Regions from separate parts of the Arabidopsis thaliana genome. Here region 2 is linked to region 1. The links are chromatin contacts, called in public capture Hi-C maps. All regions are on one chromosome and are shown on one strand. The core of a region is the stretch at or near the end of the contact, and the rest is flanking DNA. Distances in the headings are between cores, read along the strand shown. Region 1 holds the start of CYP702A3 (cytochrome P450, family 702, subfamily A, polypeptide 3). Region 2 holds the start of CYP702A6 (cytochrome P450, family 702, subfamily A, polypeptide 6).

The links. Capture Hi-C pulls out chosen DNA fragments and counts their contacts.
Region 2: a contact with region 1 is called in a capture Hi-C map of shoot, with 4 times the contacts expected there. A contact is called at or near these places in 18 of 26 Hi-C or Micro-C datasets (callus, cotyledon, leaf and 4 more), 1 of 2 datasets of targeted methods (seedling) and 3 of 3 other capture datasets (root, seedling and shoot).

The regions. Positions count from the first base shown.
Region 1 is chr4:8,734,607-8,738,804 of TAIR10.1, reverse strand. CYP702A3 (cytochrome P450, family 702, subfamily A, polypeptide 3) reads right to left here and starts at 2,084. Exons shown (of 8, transcript NM_117619.3): 1 at 1,870-2,084; 2 at 1,062-1,380; 3 at 179-328; 4 at 1-86. The coding sequence starts at 2,084.
Region 2 is chr4:8,805,205-8,809,402 of TAIR10.1, reverse strand. It overlaps CYP702A6 (cytochrome P450, family 702, subfamily A, polypeptide 6), which reads right to left and starts at 1,920. Exons shown (of 7, transcript NM_148330.3): 1 at 1,621-1,920; 2 at 678-990; 3 at 431-580; 4 at 1-157. The coding sequence starts at 1,829. It overlaps CYP702A5 (cytochrome P450, family 702, subfamily A, polypeptide 5), which reads right to left. Exons shown (of 7, transcript NM_001084924.2): 3 at 3,947-4,096; 4 at 3,352-3,690; 5 at 2,790-2,972; 6 at 2,565-2,692; 7 at 2,171-2,468. The coding sequence ends at 2,387.

The sequences.
Region 1 (4,198 bases), core at 835-3,334:
ATATCTAAGAAATCGCCAAGTCCTTCTTTTGATGCTTTCTTCTTCAGAATCAAGGCCTTTAGCAGCTTCGCAGCCTTCCTCCGAGCCTACCAAAAATCACATGCACTATATAAATGCTCAGTGATTTATGTTGCAATCATATAACATGAGATTTTAGTAGCACGTAGATGAATCTCACCTTCACGAGTCGATAAACAGTTGTTCCAGGAATGTTGTAAGAAAACTGAAACCAACTGGTTCGGAAAGCACTCCAGCATAACCCGAGTTCTTTTACGGCCTCGGATTCCGTTTCACCCATTATTTTCTTTGCAATAAGTTCACCCACCATCTTCAAATTAAAACGTTAGGAAAACATATATTGTTAAAACCATTAATATTAGATGGTTTTTGATGAATGGTTGCATGTAACTATTACTACTGTAAGAAAATTATATTAGCATATAAAATTTTATAATTTCGCAGAAAACATAAGTTTACAGCTCATTCTTCTTGCTTTTAGAGAAATTCCTCAAAACCACATTTTCAAGTTTTTTTTGTTTTGGCAAAACTTTCACTATTAGTATAATGTTCCAAAAATAGCACAAACATTTTTGGTGTTTCAAAAATACTATAAACATAAGAATTTTTTTTCAAGTCAAAAATTTAAAATTTTAGGTTTGTGTTGACTATATTAGATTTTAAAGTATTGTTTTTAGGAGGTAAAGTTTAATATTTAGGGTTCAGGTTTCGTTTTGGGGTATTTTTTGAAAACCAAAACAAAATGTGATATAACTTTATATACCACATCTTGTGTGATGAACTAATGAACTTTGATTCGGATTTTTAATTTGTACATATATATATACTGTATTACGAACTAAAATCCTGTACAAGGCTAACAGTTTAGCACTTTAGCCCATTTCGTTGGTCTAATATTTATCGATGTTTTTTTTTGTAAACTCTTTTTTAACTGGTGTGGATCACCAACTATGAAATCTTATTATAATCTAATCATGCAGTTGAGACAAAAACAAAAAATAAAAATATTGAAAATATGTTTTAGATTTTAGTTAATTTATAACCTTGATTGTTGCCTCTCTAACGTCGAAAGAACCGTTTCGTGCTCCGTTCTCAACATCATTTCGTAACAAATTGTCAATGTCATGAATTAATCTTGTTTTTAAACCCTCGGGACCAACAAATCGGGAAGTCAAGTTCCGGACATATTTATGAATCTCCTTGCTCTGGAGGAACGGGTTGTTTTCTCCAAATATCCGCGTTACGCTCTCCGTAGCACGCAACTGCGAACTCGCCTTTGCTATCTCCATATTCACGTCGGGATCAATAGAGACAATAACTTTTGCCCCGAATAGACTTGTCCGAAACACTTTCGAACCATATCTGATTCAGATTTGTTTACTTGTAAATAACAAATAATTATTTAAAGTTCCATACAATGTTATTGAAACACATACTCATATCATTTATAATAAAAACAGAAGTTCGTAGATAATTTTTTTCTGAAACTTTTTGTCCTCTAGCTAGATTGAAGTCATATATCGAAATGAAAATTAATCAAATATCCTGACAATTATTTTTAATTCTGAAATAATAATTAGACATTTCAAATTTTCAATAAACATTTGATTAATATTTTCATAGTCAAACGTAATGCTAATCAAAAAACAAGTGACTCTAACATATCAAGCTTTTTTAGTATTTAGATGGCATATGAAATTAGAAATTTTAAGTTACGATATTACAATAAATCATGCTTTTAAAATTAGAAATTAGATATGAAACAGTTTATTTGTACTTCTAACCATGATCAGTGCATGTATAATAACAGCATAAGGGAACTCAAAAATAAAAACTAAGAAGTTAAGAAACCTGGATATTCTCTTCTTCAGATACGGTGAAACTACTAGACTGATGTCAAATGGCGTCATAAATTCGAAAGTTTCTCCGATGATCGGAAACCCCATCGATCCTGGAGGAAGTTTTCCTTTACATTTTGGGTTACTCCACTGGTAAACCCAATGGCAGAGTTTCACTACTATGAGTGAGAATACAACAGACAATGCTAAGACATAAATTTCTGACATTTGTTTTTCTTCTTTAAAGATTAAAAGTTCTACTTGTATGATTCACATAGTTATGGCTCTCTATATATAGTCGATTCTTCATTTTTCTTTTCTTTTATGAGTTAACTCTATAGTCGAGTCGACGTTCAAGTCATAAAATATATATGGTTGATCAATAGATCGTGTAATATATAATATACAGTTATATATATTTTTTGTTTGTTGTTGTTTTGTAACGATCATTTTCAAATGAATCAATTACTATTTCATAATAAGGGAATTATTTGAGGGGTGTTTATAAGTTTCACAATTTGGTCAAAAAGTTTTAAAAATGTCAGTTTTTAATATAAAAACACAAAAAAAAATACATGATTTTGAATTTATTAGGTTCTAGGCTTTTAGGATATAGTTTCGTTTTGAAGTATGTCTTTTACGAAAAAAATAATTCTGAAATCTTTAGTTTTTATAAATGACAAATTTAAAAATTATTTTTTCGGAAAAAATTGTCATGCAAAATAATGTTTTTGAAAATAATCTTATAAATTTTCACCGCAATCTTTCTGGAATACTTCCTTTTTCTTCATTCTCCATTGACTTCGTTTATCAACGTGGGTTGCGTCAAAGTCACGTTTGAAGAAGTTATCTCAACACCTTTTTTTTTTTGTTAACTATCTCATAGACCTTTTCATAACTATAAAAAATAAGTTTCTACTTTTCCGTATGGATTTCCGATTATTTCATCATTCATGACCGGTCCTGGTGGCGTCACTTAAAATTATTGAATGAGATTTTCCAACTTTATAATGGCTCCAGTGTCCACGTGAAACCGAATAATTTGGGGGTGAGCACGTGACGTCTATTGGCAAGAGTTTTGCGCAAGTCCATCTCGAATAAAATATCCGGGCCGCTGCATTTTGTTGACAAAAGATGATATCACAGACTCACGGTAAAAAGTGAATACCACACTTTGCTATCTAGAGTTTAGAGGTAAATCAATCATAGATGACTTGGTGGAATCAAACACATAATTGAGCAAATGATATGGACATTAAACTGAAAGTTAGTCTGTCTAATGGTACAACTCGGGTTCTCCGATTAAAATTTTGTCATTAAAAGTTTGTGTTGTATACTTGTATGATTTAAAAGTTTAAAAGTTTGAATGGTACAAAACTTGATTTTGTCATAAACTTGTATGATTTAAAAGTTTAATGGTACAAATGATATGGACATTTAAAAGTTTGTGTTGTATACTTGTATGATTTAAAAAATAATAATAATAATAATAATAATAATATATATATATATATCTACTTGTATGATTTGTATAGATGTGGCTGTCTATTTTTTCTCCACCGTTAACTCATGTAATATATATAAAAAACAAATTTATACTTTTTTGTGAAGGTCTTTTTTAAATAATAAAAACAAATTTGGGTAGGGAGGTCTATTTAAAATAATATGGTCGCAATATTTAACAATTTTTAAATTGCCAATAGCTTAGAGTCGCGTAATAATAGAACCAAACTATGCAACTATCATTCCTACCAAAAAAAAAAAAACTATGCAACTATCATTAGAAATATGTATCTAATAACGTGCATGTTCGCATTGCACGTCGTCCTTCTTTCTCCGACTTTTCCTATTTTTTTTAATATTATTTTATCAAATGTATCTAGCTTAGATACTTTTGATGGAGATGCTCCAATGATAAAAAATAGTTGATCCGTTAGCCACGCTAGTAACATAGTAGTTCTGCATACCATTTTCTCTTCATTCTCAATTGCGTCTGTTTAAAATCAATGATTGTGATTTTCTAACTTTTTCATATTCTATTGGATGGGTCTCCAGGTCAAGGCGTCAAGCCAGATAATCCAGTGGTTAGCAGACTTTTCGGAGGAGTTCCCGCAAATTTTTTTCTTTTCTTTGAATTTAATGTATATGCAAACTTTTTTTTAGCATAATTATAAATTTTTATATCCTGGATGTTATCTCGATATGAACAACACTTGGAGTCCTCCCACAAGCTTCTCTACATTCCCTTGCCTTAGAGTACTCAATTTTGACCATAGAAACGCTGCACATCTTGTTGTATTGTTCCCGCAAATCTTTTTTGATAAAGGATTCAGGCTAAATCC
Region 2 (4,198 bases), core at 671-3,170, 71 kb before region 1:
GAGTAAATATGTACTCGGTGGCACTCTCTAAACTTATAGTTTTCACGCCTCTTTCAGTATCTCCAAAGATAGTCTTGAAAAAGTCCCCCAATTCCTCTCCTGATGCTCTTTTCTTAAGTACCGTCTCCTTTAGTACCTTCATCATCCGATTTCTTGCCTATCACAAAATACACTTCCTCAGTTCAAGACAAAATGAAGGCCCTCTGGGAATGTTAAATATTTGTGTAATATTTTTTTTGAAAAAGGGTTATAGGCCCTGGCTATTTGCGACAAAACATGAATACACAATCGCATATATTTTTCCACCCGAATCCTATGCATGCTTAGTATTATTACTTTTTAAATACCAAGAGGTTCTGGAACAAAGCCTGAAACCACAGCATGCAATCCTATGCATGCTTGTTAAGGTAGATGATCAAAAAATATGCACCTTCACCATTCGATAGACACCAGTCCCCGGGATATTCCAAGCGAATCCAAACCATTCCCTTGGGAAAAATGTCCAACAGAGTGTGAGTTCTTTTGCTGCATCTGGTTCCATCTCCCCCATTACTTTCTTCGCAAGACATTCAATAATGATCTGTAACGTTTGAATTTGATAAGATGATTTATTAAGTGGAAAGTTCTCTTGTTATGAGCTACAAAAACTATCAAAATGGATGACTTTTTGTTTTTACCTTGCTTGTCGTTTCCTTGATGTCAAGGCTGCCTTTCCTAGCTCCTTCCTTCAGGTGTGTGCGAACCAAGAAATCGATGTCTTGAAGCATTCTTAATTTCAAAGCTTGCGAACCTAAAAACTGGTTTGTCAAGCTGCGGGCATGTTTATGAGTATCCTTATTCACGAACAAGTTGTTTGCCCCAAATAGCCGCGCTAAGCTCTTCGGCATACCAGGAATATGATTTGTCTTTGCTATCTCCATGTTCAACCCAATATCAGTCGAAATTATAACTTTTCCTCCAAATAAGCTTGTCCTAAAAACTGGTCCATGTCTATTTTTTTTGGGGGAAAAAAATGCAAAAATTGAGACACGGTAATCTACTAATAAAACTCGGAGGAATTGATTATGAGGACTAGATATGTTCGGGTGCAAATCGTTAATTTTTTTCTTAATAAATTGTGGGAATTTTCAAATAAAAAACACTTCAACAATATATTCTCAAGAAGCAAACCTTAACTTGCTTCTTCTTTTTTCGCTGAAATGTTATCCAAAGAGAAGTTTAATTTATTACGATTTTTCTTTGTTCTTTGAAATTTGATTATGTATATAAATTCCATCTAGTAAAATATTTACGAGATACAGTTAATCATTTCTTTAAAAATTATCCAATTTGTTTTACATGTAGGATACAACTATATACAAAAACATCCGCTCATTTATTATAAGGAAGTAAGAACATCCACAGTTTTGTTATTTCTCTTTATTTAATAGATATGTGTTTAGATTTTTAATTTTTTTTATAATACTATATAAATTCATCGATATAAAATTTATCATAATCATTTCTTAAAAGCGTTCAATGTTAATTAATTTTATATATTATAGGATGACTAATATTTCATTGTAGTTGTCAAATATGTAGGTAAGATCAAAAACCAAACCAATAGATAAGATCAATAACCTGAGTACTTTCTCCTTCACGAATGTTGGTAACTGAATAGCGTCATGAGGCTTCATGAACTCGAAAGTCTCTCCAATGATTGGATAACCCATAGATCCTGGAGGAAGTTCTCCATTACTTTTTGGATTCCTCCACTGATAGATCGAGTGACACAGCTTCACCACTATGAGTGAAACTATCACAGCCCAGAACTCATAAAGATCTACCATCTTAAGTTATTTTTTTTCTTTCTAACTCTTTTTGGAGATATTGATTTAGGATAACTGAGGGAGGCACTCTCTCTCTTTGTATACTAGTGAGCTCTCTTGTCGATTAGTATATATTTTAAGATTATTTGCATGATTTAGGTTTGTTGGCTCGCTGAGACCTCTATTATTTTGTATTGTTCTATAACGTGTAATTAGCACGTTGTGTTTTTATGTGGATGGGGTCAGACGGAGGAATTTTTTATACTTCTCTTGTAATATCTATTTTTATGTGGACATGCATCTGATTTATATAATATAAGATATGCGTAGTTGGCTATATATTATTAAATTTGGTACGTGTGCTCAGGTATTTTATTCTACAATACTTTGTGCAGTTAACAATTTTTATTTCTTTCTTTCAATAACATATATTTTTTATAAAGCAAATACTAGAAAAATCGAAATTGGCTATGATACCAAAACTACATGAAAAGTTATAAGGAGAAAGAGTGAAAGGTATAGAAACTGAATTTTATTATTCTCTCATAACACTATACAGAGTTATCCTGTTTGGTGTCTTATGAGATTTGAACATCAGATCCACGTGGAAGCACAAGTATAAATCTTCGAAGTAAAGTAGTCTCTGCCTTCATTGACCACCTTCACACCATAGGTAATAAACGTAAGTAAAAAAAAACTTTGAGTGCAGTTAAACTTGGCTTGAATCGTAGAGTCATTAAATGAGAAAAAACGAACCTGTATCTAAACAAATGATGGATAAAAATGGCCATTTGCAACTTAACGAATTCAGCTCCCACACATAGTCTAGTACCAGAGCCAAAGGGAAGGTAAGTCTTGGAGACGATCGTGCTCAAGTCTTTTCCCTGAAATTTTAGTTTAATATATGCATGCTTAAATTCCTAAAAATTTGATTAGTGTAAGTAAAAATAAAATAAAAGATGAACATCAAATTAAAATCACCTTCCAGCGCCATGGATTAAAAGCTAAAGGGTCATCATACTTCTCTGGATTGAAATGCACATAAGGATAACCCATAAAGATCCAACCAGCCGGAATTGTATAATCACCAAATTGGATCTCATGATCAATTATTCTAAGCACCGTTGGTACCGTGCTTGTGATCCTAAGCGACTCATTTATCACCTAAACCAAAACGGAATACATTGGAAGTGCATGTACTTCTGACTTTAAACTCTCATTTATAAATAAATAGCTCATATTTTCGTTATAAAAATAAAAACAAGTATATTACTTGTATATTTTATAACTTTTTCTTACTAAATATATATTTATGCATTATTGCTAAGTTTATTATTTAAATTAATTTGGTTGATAATGGCATGCCTATAAGTAAGTATTAAACGTGCATTTTTCTTTCTTATTCATTTGCGAGGAAGTAAACGGTAGGTAAGTCGTCATTATTATATTTAGGAAGTTACGTATCTAATAATATATTTGCATGTTAATTAATATATTTGCATCCTTGTTAAGTTATAATATATGGTTTCGTTGGGATACTCACCATCTGGGTAAAAGTCATTGATTTGTAGTCTTCCCAAGTTAGGTCAGCTGTCTCATCCTTCTTAATCTTATCTTGGACGATTCCTTCATGTTCTCTCCGTAACTCCTGCATGACTTTAGGGTTATCACTTATGAGCTTTATTGTTGCCGCAAGGACCCCTGGTGTTGTTTCGTTAGCAAGCACAAACAGAGTAAATATGTACTCAGTCGCAATCTCTATGCTCATAGTTACACTTTCCGTATCTCCAAAGATGGTCTCGAAAAACTCCCCCAATTTCTTTCCTGATGCTCTTTTTTTAACTACTGTCTCCTTTATAACCTTCATCATACGATTTCTTGCCTATAAAAAATACATGCTCAGTTCAAGAATATATGAAAGCCCTCAGGGAATGTTATTGAAAAAGATTGAAAAAGAAATAAAAGCATGGCGATTTTGTGTAGTAATGTTTTAAACTAGCTTTGGGCACTTCGGTCATTGCTATTTGAGACAAACATCAAAACACAACGCACGCATCTATTTTTCCACCCAAATCCTATGCATGCATATTGATCAGTACTATACATATATTAAAGCTAGATGATCGAAAAATATGCACCTTCACTATGCGATAGACACCAGTCCCCGGGAAATTCCAAGCGAATCGAAACCAATCCCTTGGGAAAAATGTCCAACAGAGTGTGAGTTCCTTTGCTGCCTCTGGTTCCATCTCTCCCATTACTTTCTTCGAAAGACATTCAATAACGATCTGTAATGTTTGATGTATTTGATAGGATGATTTGTTAATTAAACGAGAGAATGTAATCTTGTTATGAGTTACAAAAACTGTAAAAAATGGATTGACTTTTTT